Linked DNA regions of Pan troglodytes: region 1 is linked to region 2. The links are chromatin contacts, called in public HiChIP or PLAC-seq maps. All regions are on one chromosome and are shown on one strand. Each heading gives the region's core, a stretch centred on a gene start, on an enhancer-like site or on the middle of the called end of the contact. The rest is flanking DNA. Distances are from core to core; before and after follow the strand shown. Region 1 overlaps LOC107969155 (a long non-coding RNA gene). Region 2 holds the start of CFAP97D1 (CFAP97 domain containing 1).

Region 1 (5,499 bases), core at 2,600-5,099, 84 kb before region 2:
GCATCCCATCCATTCCTGGGTGCCTAACCCTGAGGATCCCCTGGCAGTATGATGCGGACCTGTCTTGGATCCCAGGGATATGCTGGCCACGGGGAGGAGCCGGAAACCAACCTTTGTGTCACTGTGTAGTGACAAGTGCCTTTGGAGGTCACAATAGCCAGTGGTGATTTCTACCACTGCCCCCAGAAGCCAAGGTGGCAGAGGAGCCCTGTCAGTCACCCCCATTCTGTTCATGGTCTCACAGTGGGCTCCACATGGGGGGTGGCAGCCCTCTCCCCCACCCCACCCCTTTCGACAGATAGGGTAATACAAATACAAATAACACCAAAAGATTGAGTTGCTGGGCAGAAAGGGACCAAAGGCCAGTGTGTGTGTGAGGGGTGGGGGCAGGGCAGGAGAGGAGCAGCAAAAGGCTGTGACCGCCTGGCTGAGCACTGGATACTCACTGAAGGGCAGGGAGGCTTCCTGGAGAAGGAGACCTGGCAGAGGCTGAGGGAGTGAGGCCAGGCATGGGGGTTTGGAGGGACCCCAGGCATGGAATGCCTCCATTCCTCCCTGTGCTATCCACTCTATATAAGGGGTGCTCTGCAGGGAGACAGCTTGCATCCAAGCAGGGAGGCAGGGAGGATGAGAGGCAGAGAGGAGCCCAGCTGGGTTGATGGAAAGTCTGGGAAATGCAGGAAATCCAGGAGGGGGAGAATGATTCCAAGCTGTGGCCTGTGATGGGCCTTGAAACCAGGTGTAGGCACTTGGATCTGATCACTGGGGAGCCAGAGCTGCTTCCTGAGCAGCAGAAGGGCAGGATGCGAATCAGACTAGGGGCAGTGGGAGGAACTGAGAGGCCTCAGTTCACCGGAGAAAATGCACAGGGCCGGGAGGCAGAGATGCTCCTGTTTACTTGCTCTGGGGCTCAGGACAGTCAGTCACCCTGAGCTTCAGACTCAGCTCACTCATTTTGCAGAGATCCTGACGGCGATGCTTCAGGATGATCGGGAAGAGTCAATGAGGTAAAATATGTGAAATATGCCTTGAAAACTACAAACCACAGCACACGTTCTGTTTTTGCTTCTGCTTGACGGACTCAGTGAGATGGTGGGGACAAGAATTAGAGAAGCCCATGAGGAGGCCAAGGGGCACCAAATAGACCCACCGAGGACCAGTGGGGACTTAGAGAAAGGATGAGTCAGAGAGAAATGACAGGAGCAGAAGGCAGGCCTTGTATGGAGGATGAAGGTGAAGATCATACACCATTAAACTTGAGAAAGAGGCGGGAGGAGCTGCCATTTCTTGAGTCTACTGGATGCCAGCAGTAGTGCTGGGCAAGGGCTTAACAGGTGGGGAAATCAAGGCACAGAGAGGTTAAATAGCTTGCCTAAGATCACCCAGTTAGTAAGTAGCAGAGCCTGGCAGCTTAACTCCAAAGTCTTTGTACTAAAGCCAGATTTTCCAAATTTGCCCAACTGTAAGAATCACCTGGGCCTGTAATCCTAGCATTTTGGGAGGCTGAGGTGGGTGGATCACCTGAGGTCAGGAGTTTGAGACCAGCCTGGCCAACATGGTGAAACCCTGTCTCTACTAAAAATACAAACAATTAGCCGGGCATGGTGGCAGGTGCCTGTAATCCCAGCTACTTGGGAGGCTGAGGCAGGAGAATTGCTTGAACCCCAAAGGTGGAGGTTGCAGTGAGCTGAGATTGCGCCATCGCACTCCAGCCTGGGCAACAAGAGAGAAACGCCATCTCAAAAAAATAAAAGCCCAGGAGTTTATTACAGATGCATATTCCCAGGCCCCTCCCACGGAGGTTTTGAGTTAGTGAGTCCAAGGCCTTCTGCCTCTTCCCAATGTATTCATTATGCACCATCATTACTCTTGTTCAGATACAATGTGAGTGATAGCTTGTCTCTGGCAGCACAGCAGCCACACCCAACCAATCCAGACCTCAGTCATGAGGGTGCCAATCACAGCTAACATGTTTTTTTTTGAGACGGGGTTTTGCTCTGTCGCCCAGGCTGGAGTGCAGTGGCGCGATCTTGGTTCACTGCAGCCTCTGCCTCCTGGGTTCAAGCGATTCTCCTGCCTCAGCCTCCTGAGTAGCTGGGATTACAGGCACCTGCCACCACGCCCGGCTAATTGTATTTTTAGTAGAGATGGGGGTTTCACTATGTTGGCCAGGCTGGCCTTGAACTCCTGACCTTGTGAGCCACCTGCCTCAGCTTCCCAAAGTGCTGGGATTACAGGTGTGAGCCACCGCACCTGGCCCACATAGCTAACATTTAATCAGCACATACAGGGCCATGCTCATCATTTTTTGTGCACAATGCCATTTAACCTTCACAACAGCCTGTGAGAAGGTGTGTTAGCCTCATTTTACAGAGGAAGAAACTAAGGCCCAGAGAAGTTATGCAACTTGCCCAAGGACACACAGCTTGAAGGAGCTGAGGTTTAACCCGTTTCTACGGGGTCTGAATCCTCCTTACCACCCCTATCTCCCCTGACTCCCAGGTTGTGTTTGGTGTACTTGGGTAGTGTCCAGCTGACAAATGAGATTTTTTAGCTTCAGACAGTCTATGCCATGTAGAAATGCACCCAGGACTGTGCATATTAGGGAGGTTTGCAAATGTGTCCACATTAGATAATTTTTCTCAAAATGCCCCTCACTGAACTTCTGTCATGCAGTATGTACTGAGCACCTGCCTCTTGCTAGGTCCCGGGAGAGAGGATGAAGAGGGCAGAGCCCCCACCCTCAGGGGACCTGAAAAATGGGAGTCCTTTGTGCTCATGGAAGCAGGGCCTTGGGGCCTCAGCACTATGGACATTTGGGGCCGGGTAATTCTTTGTTGTGGGGGGCTGTCCTGTAGATTGCAGGATGCTCCGCCGCATCCCTTGCCCCTGCCCTCTAGAAGCCAGTAGCACCCTCCAGTTTTGACAACCATAAAATGTCTCCAGACATTGCTCCCAGTTGAGAGCCACTTCATTAAAGAAAAAAAAAAAAAAGAGAGACTTCTGTATCCTCTATACATGGACTGAATTTCACTGACATTTCTCTAAAATAACTGAATCTATTTCTACACTCATTTTTTTTTACCAGCTGCCATTTTATATATTTTTCTTTTCTTTCTTTTTTTAAGAAACAGGGTCTCACTCTGTCACCCAGGCTGGAGTGCAGCCTCGACCTCCTGGGCTCAAGCAATCCTCCCACCTCAGCCTCCCCAGTAGCTGGCACGCCACCGTGCCCGGCTATTTATTTTATTTTATTTTATTTTTTTTGTGGAGACAGGGTCTCCCAATGTTGTTCAGGCTGGTCTCAAACTCCTGGGTTTAAGCAATTCTTCTGCCTTCATTTCCCAGAGTGTTAGGATTGCAGGCGTGAGCCACTGCACCCGGCCATTTTATTTCTTAACAAAGCACAAATCAAATGTACAATGCAGCTAGATTTTCCTTTATAAATAATGTCTAATGGATTTGTTTCTGTCAGCTGCCTAGAACATTCTGGTATCCCAGACAGAAGTGCAACACCAGGTGGAGGTGTTGCAGCTGAGAAGTTCTGACCAGCATACCAGCACCCCCTTAAAAGCTGTCTATACTTGTGGTTCTCAGCTAGGCTGCCACAGAATCGCCCAAGTCTTAAAAAAACAGGTCTCTGTCCTACTGCTTGAGATGCTGGTTCTCTAGGTCTGAGGCTCTGGCACCTGTGTGTTTTTAAAACTTTACAAATAATTTAAATTTAAAAGCGCCTTCAAGTCCACAACAACAGAATATTTCCCTCCACTCCTCATTGTCCTGGAGTTCTCTAACAGTGCAGTTCTACAACTGGACACACGATGTCGCTTTTCAGCCACAGTTCTCACTAAGCGGCCCCACAGGGCGGCAGGTGCCTTCTGCAGAGAGAGAGAGATGGCCTTGGCTGACAGGCCAAGACCGGGCATCCTGGCTCCTCCTCTGTACAGACTTTTCACAGATGTGAACTCTCCCTACTCCCTGTCTTCTGCCCCCAAATGAAGCCTCTCAGCTGGCAAGAGCTGAGAACTACCAAGCGAGCCATTGCTAGTTTCTATTGTGTTTGGAACCACAAAAGGCAGAATTATTAAGGCTGTAAAGGACCTCAGAGCATCTGGTGCAGTGAGTTTCCAACTTGTAAAAATCTGATGTGATCTCGGACAAGTCACTTAACCCCCTGCCTCAATTTCTTCATCTGTAAAATAGGATAGGAATATATCTTGCCCGTCTGATTGTTATGAAGACAAAGAGAACAAATGCACATAAAGCCCGTGACCATGTGCTTTGTGAATGGAAGCTTTAATTAGTTATTCATTTATTTTATTATTTATTTTTATTTATTTATTTATTTTTGAGACATAGTCTCGCTCTGTTGCCCAGGCTGGAGTGCAATGGTGCGACCTCGGCTCACTGCAACCTCCATCTCCCGGATTCAAACAATTCTCCTGCCTCAGCCTTCTGAGTAGCTGGGATTACAGGTGCCTGTCACCATGGCCAGCTAGTTTTTATATTTTTAGTAGAGACTGGGTTTCACCATGTTGGCCAGGGTGGTCTCAAACTCCTGACCTCATGATCTGCCCGCTTTGGCCTCCCAAAGGAAGCTTTTATTTTTATTATAGTTTTACATAAGGATAAATTCAGCCTTAGTGAAGGGAAGTGACTTGCCCAAGATCATACAGTGAGACTGCTGGATCTGGGGCTCTACCTCAGAATTTTTTTTTGAGATGGAGTTTCACTCTGTTGCCCAGGCTGGAGTGCAGTGGCACAATCTCGGCTCACTGCAACCTCCACCTCCCGGGTTCAAGCGATTCTCCTGCCTCAGCATCCCTGATAGCTGGGACTACAGGCTCCCACCACCACGCCCAGCTAATTTTTATATTTTGAGTAGAGACAGGGTTTCACCATGTTGGCCAGGCTGGTCTCAACCTGCCTGGCCTCCCAGAGTGCTGAGATTACAGGTGTGAGCCACCACACCAGTCTACTGCCATTGTCTACTGCCATTGTCCATGATTTTTCCTACAGGGAAAATCACAATCCCAGAAGATAAGACAAAGAACAGTAAAAGGTGGCTTTTGAGGCAGTGAGTTCTACCTGAAGGTGGGAACAGCCCAGAGTGTCTGGGGACAGAGTGGTAAATTCTACTCAAGCCTTCCCATGGCTTTGTGGGTGAGGATGAGTTTCTACCCTGAAGCTCGGCCTGTTCAGCCATAAAATCAGGATAATGGTGGCTGTGCCTCCTTAGAGTAGAATGAGAATCAGAGCAGAACAAGGGAAAGCTGCAGTGACTTGTCAGGTGTCAACCTTCAGCATGATGGGAGAGCCATGGGACCCTTCCCCTTTCCCTAAGAGAGCCAGCCCTCACAGCAGGCCTGGGATCCAATGCCCAGCACCCAGCTGGGAGCCCAGGGACCTTGGCCAAAATCTGGTTCTGCTTCAACTTGGTGCCCGGCCTTTGTCAAGTCACTTCCTCATTTGCAAACTGGGAGAGTTTGGATGAAACTA
Region 2 (5,407 bases), core at 1,453-3,952:
CCTCCCTGCCCCCAGAGGGATCCTACCTACCACATTCCACTGGCTACGTTTCCAAAGCTCTTTTGGGTGATTTAGTACTTGGGGAGTAAGTGGCCCCAACAGAACTATGGGAGGTTACAAAATAATTTATCTAAGGTCGGGTGCAGTGGCTCACACCTGTAATCCCAGCACTCTGGGAAGCCGAGGCAGGTGGATCACCTGAGGTCAGGAGTTCGGGACCAGCCTGGCCAACATGGTGAAACCCCGTCTCTACTAAAAATACAAAAGTGAGCCGGGTGTGGTGGTACATGCCTGTAATCCCAGCTACTCTGGGATTACAGAGGCTGAGACAGGAGAATCACTTGAACCCGGGAGGTGGAGGTTGCAGTGTGCCGAGATTGTGCCACTGCACTCTAGCCCAGGTGACAGAGTGAGACTCCGTCTCGAAAAATAAAATAAAATAAAATAAAATAAAAATAATAATTGGTCTGAATGGTGAAAAGGCCCCTTTATTTCATCTCACAAAACATCCCAGTCCAAATAGCAGTTTATACTTTATAAAATGCCACCTCCTGTGTGATCTTGTTTGCCCACTGCGAGCAGCCCTGTGAGGAACAAGGATGGCAATATCCCTGCTTAACAGAGCTTGAACTCAGGCCCAACAGGATGAGCAGAGGGATGGGCACAGGCCCCGTGTGCTGCTGGTGGCAGATCTGGGAGAAGACCTCCTTTCTCCCGACATCCAGCCCTGCTCTATCTTCCACCTCACTCTGCCCCTCATGCCCACATCTGCTGCAAAACCCCCAAGGCCTGGCACATGTGGCTCACACAGGCTCTGGCTCTGCCTTGTGAGGACGTGGCTGCGGCCCTGATTTTGTTAAGGGGATGGAGCCCAAATCCTCATGGTGCTTGGTGCTCACTGATCCTCCCTGTTGAGGAACCCCCACACCCCTGGCCAAGTCAAGGTCAGAGGTGCTTAGAGGGCAAGGGATGTATTTTCTACAGTGGCCATCAGCAATTGCCACTCTGGCTACACCAGACGTGTACAACCTTGGTTTCCACTTGGGAAGTGATGACAGCTGAATGGCCAACCTGCCCAAGCAAGCGGGATTCCTGAGGCTAACAAGGCCTGCTTGCTGCTTGGTGCAAGAGGAAGGGTGTCTCTAGAGCTTTCCAATTCCTGAAGCCTTTGGCTGACACTGTGGGACTCTGTTTATTCCTGCTTAGGACACCGCGCAAGACTGTGAAGCAGTGGCTGATAGAAAAAAACACTTTGAAGAGTCACTCCCATTCATCTCCCTTCTCTAATACTTTTTTTTTTTGAGATGGAGTTTCGCTCTTGTTGCCCAGTTGGAGTGCAATGGTACGATCTTGGCTCACTGTAACCTCCACCTCCCGTGTTCAAATGATTCTCCTGCCTCAGCCTCCGGAGTAGCTGGGATCACAGGCGCCAGCCACCACGCCCAGCTAATTTTTATATTTTTAGTAGAGACAGGGTTTCACCATGTTGGTCAGGCTGGTCTCGAACTGCTGACCTCAGGTGATCCACCTGCCTCGGCCTCCCAAAGTGCTGGGATTACAGGCGTGAGCCATCGCGCCAGGCCTCTAATACTATTAATAATTCAACATTCAAAAAATTTACAATTATCATTATTACTATCTCTACTATGAATGAACATTGTACAGTGCCTGACATAAAGCAGGTGCTCAGACTGGTGAATGAATGATGGAATGGATGAGAACTGTCCCCATGAGGCTGGGGCCTGATGGACCCCTTCTAGTTCCATGATGACCCCCATTTCCGTGGCAGTCCTTGGCAGGCTAAACAGCAGGTCATAGCGGAGGTCAGGAAATACATACATGAACAAGACATTGACCCTGTCCTTGTAGTCCCTCACACACTCTGAGCCACCATTTCCTCCTCTGTAAAATGGGAGGAGGGTTAGTTTTGAGTTTTCAACATGCCATCCTTGGGCTGAGCCATGAAGCTTAGGATTTTGGTAACTGGGTCCTCAGAGTATCATGAAAATCCAACCTGAGCCTTTCCAAGGCTGTACAGGCATGCTAATATATTCTTTCTTGTGGCTCCTATTTCACATCTCAGAATGTTAACACTGGTTCTTTCCTGCTGATTAGACATTCTTACTAGAAAAAAATTTTTAAATTTAAATTAAAAAAAATCTCTTACTGGCCGGGTGCGGTGGCTCACGCCTGTAATCCCAGCACTTTTGGAGGCCGAGGTGGGCGGATCATGAGGTCAGGAGTTTGAGACCAGCCTGGCCAAGAGACCAGCCTGGCCAATATGGTGAAACCCCGTCTCTACTAAAAATACAAAAATTAGCCAGGCGTGGTGGCGGGCGCCTGTAATCCCAGCTACTCGGGAGGCTGAGGCAGGAGAATTGCTTGAACCCAGGAGGCAGAGGTTGCAGTGAGCCGAGATCTCGCCATTGCACTCCAGCCTGGGTGACAGAGCCTGGGGGTGAAAGGTCAAGAGCCTTTTCTAGGTGGTGGCTCAGGTCCTTAGGGGGGTTATCACTGGACCGTTCTAGAATCTCCTGTAAATCAAATCACATCTGGAAGGTGGGGGCCTGGAAATCCCGGCCCAGCTCCCCGGACTCGCTCGTTTGGGGTGTTTAGGTTCCCTGATCCGGGACTGCCGGGCCGGGAAAATTCCATGCCCGAATTGTGACGTCGGCCCGTTGCCATGGCGGCGAAGGCAGACATTCCGCGGTGACCTCACTGCAGAACCAGGCAGCTGTCACATGACGCGCGGGCAGGAGACCGGCCGGGCGACCGAGGGCCACCTGTTAAGTGAACATGGTAGCCCCGACCCCGCCCAAGGCCAAGCCCCAAGCGGGTGGCGGCTGGGACCCGGGCAGGCGCCACCCGGGCTCCGTGCACCCCGCTACGGGGAAGGGCCGCGCCCGGCCAGGCAGGGTTCCAGTTCCTTGGCCCCACGCGCGGGGGTAGGCGTCGACTCCAGGCCCCTCCCAAGCCCCCGCTGTGGCTCCCGGAGGGGCCATCGCGCCCGGGCTCCCCCAACCCAAGACTCGCGACACCCCGACCCCAGCCTCGGGTGGGCGGGGCGTCCCGAGAGGGACGGCGGGGCCGGGCTCGCGAAAGGGACTCACGCGTTGCCCACGTAGATCCGCGGGGTGACCTCGTTGCAGGGCTGGCTCGGGAGGCTGTAGCAGCCGCTGCCGTCCGAGAGCAGGTCGTTGAGATCCTGCACCGAGAGCTCGAACGAGCCCGACATGGCGGCGGCGGGGCCCTGCACGCCCGGCAGGAGCAAGCGAGGCGGAGAGCGGCGGGTCAGCTGGGCGGGGGCTCGCGCCGGGAGCCGCCCCGTCCCGCCCCTGGGGCGGGCCCGCCGGGCTCCGGGAGCTGCGGAGCGCGGGCGCCGTGACGCGGGGGCCCCGCGCGCCACTCCTGGGCGCGTCCCGGGGGGAAGACGCCACCGCCCTGGAGTCTCAGGGGTCCTCGCCCCATCCCGGTCCAGGCCGTTTGTGTATCTTTGTAAACTGGCAAGCGCTGTAACTTCCTTCCCTGAATTAAATGCAGGGCCCAATAAACATTTCGTGGCGGGGGTACACCTAGGGGTCGCTTCAGTCTTTCATGATTACAGGGACCGCCGGGTTCGGCTCGTGAGCGGCTCCCTGCAGTGGAGGCACCACCCGGGCGCTTGACAGAATCCCCGCCCCAGCCCAGCCCTGCTGGATCAGAGTGGACATTTTACGGACCCCAGGAGGTCCCTACGATCAAAGTCTGAGAAGCCCTACTCTGCGGCGCATCTGCTTTCAACATTCATTGAGAGTCATCGTCGTGCTTAAAAGCAGTCAGGTTTGGAATTCTGAGGAATTACTTAACCTGAGCCTGTTTGCAGAAAAAAAAAAAAAAAAAAAAAAAGCGGGATAGTAATGGTACCTAATTCTAGGGTTGCTGGAAGGGTTAAATGTGACATTCAAAGAAGGCACCCAGCACTGCATGGCGAGCACTCAATAAGTGTTAGTCCTTCATCAACAAATGCGTTGAGCACCCAGTGGGTGCTATACCCTGTGCTGGGGTGGAGATAAATCAGACTTCTGCAGCCCTTCCTGGAGCAGATGCCAGCCCACCATAAGCCACTCAGCATTTCCTGAACTCCCACTAAGTACAAAAGATAGTCTCTGTACTGGAGGAAAGCCGCCCTCCCCTACTGCCATGAAAAACTGGCAGTTTCCTTCCTGCAAAAGGGCAAATTTGGCCTTGAATTCAGGAACCCCACATCCTGAGCCCAGTCCTGCCACCAACTTGGTTCTTGAGTAACGTTGCTGCTGCTGTGGTCTTCAGTTTCCTCATTTGCAAAAGGAATTGGATCCGATTATCATTAGGGTCAACTTTCTCCTCCCCCAAAACTTGTGGTCTTGCACCTTCAGGGGAGCTATTGCAGTGGAGACTACTTAGCTGATAGCCCAAGATGTGTAACCAAGGCTGGAATTTCTGTATCCCTCACCCCACCCCGTGCCTGCCCACCCCTCCCGGTGCACCACTTCTTTCCTTCTGGTGTTGGCTGGCAGCATCTGCATTCTAAGCAGGGGGGAAAGCTTTCGAGTTCTTTGACCTTCATCTTGACTTGAGCCGAGGTTAGCATTAAAAACACAAGCCCAGAGGCAGCCAGCCATGCTCTGCTGCTCCTACTCCCTTCCCGGGACCTGTCCCTGATGTCATAACTGGGTAACTATGACAGCTTGTCATGGGGACAGCTAGGCACCTCACAGAGGAGTCTGGGTACCTCATTTCTGAAGTGAGACTAGGAAGAGAAGATGAACAATTCCCTGGATTATCTGGCCTACCCTGTTATCGTCTCTAATCACAGGCAAAGCACAACCTTCAGAAAGAAACTGGACTTTGGCCACTACGTATCTCACAAGAATAGAATACAAATAGGTATGTGGGCAGTTTGGGCTGGACACTGCTATTAGGGATTTTGGAATGGTACCCCATAAAGAGATCAACAGTAAACCAGACCAGGTCACAGCTTTGGGATGATATGGCCTTATCTGCTGAGTTTGGGGAAGAGGGCATTAGCACCAATAACAAAATGTATCTTCCACCAGGGAGTTCACTGGATGGAAATACTCTTTTAAACTCCTTAAAGCCGAAGTGCGTTAGAAAGGGGATAAGACTTCAGAAGCCAATAGACAGGCTAATAATATTGGAAAAAGATTGGAAGAGAGGCTCTTTCATTGGATTAGAAGGACATTTATCTCTGTAAATTTTATTTTCACTATTCTTTTGTTTCTGCTCAAAACTCTCCAGAGATGTTCATTTGATAAATCAAACCAAACTTCTTGAGTCGCATTAAGGTCCTAATTCGAAATTGTTCATTAGTCAAGGACATTGTCTAGTGCTGGTTTTCTGAGGCCGCTACTGGAATTCCTGTGATGTA

Evidence for each region. HiChIP or PLAC-seq counts read pairs in DNA pulled down with a chosen protein or histone mark.
Region 1: an H3K4me3 HiChIP or PLAC-seq map of stem cell-derived excitatory neurons shows a contact between it and region 2, with 5 times the contacts expected there. The contact joins the enhancer-like site here to the promoter of CFAP97D1 in region 2. A contact is called at or near these places in 6 of 7 Hi-C or Micro-C datasets (blood, induced pluripotent stem cells, a lymphoblastoid cell line and 2 more), 1 of 1 datasets of contacts at active chromatin or transcription factors (stem cell-derived excitatory neurons) and 1 of 1 other capture datasets (stem cell-derived neural stem cells).

Annotation. Positions count from the first base shown.
Region 1 is chr19:24,203,356-24,208,854 of NHGRI_mPanTro3-v2.0_pri, reverse strand. The region is part of intron 2 of LOC107969155 (a long non-coding RNA gene); the gene reads left to right. Among named protein-coding and RNA genes, the nearest start is that of MEOX1, 32 kb to the left of the region's middle. Within about 2 kb of position 3,849, at least 6 of the 24 cell types and tissues checked have an H3K27ac peak or open chromatin away from gene starts, as enhancers often do. A contact at or near this core is called in stem cell-derived excitatory neurons, where this site is marked.
Region 2 is chr19:24,118,379-24,123,785 of NHGRI_mPanTro3-v2.0_pri, reverse strand. CFAP97D1 (CFAP97 domain containing 1) reads left to right here and starts at 2,702. Exons shown (of 7, transcript XM_001153338.6): 1 at 2,702-2,799; 2 at 3,605-4,905. The coding sequence starts at 4,782. It overlaps DUSP3 (dual specificity phosphatase 3), which reads right to left and starts at 3,353. Exons shown (of 3, transcript XM_016931727.3): 1 at 3,111-3,353. The coding sequence starts at 3,235.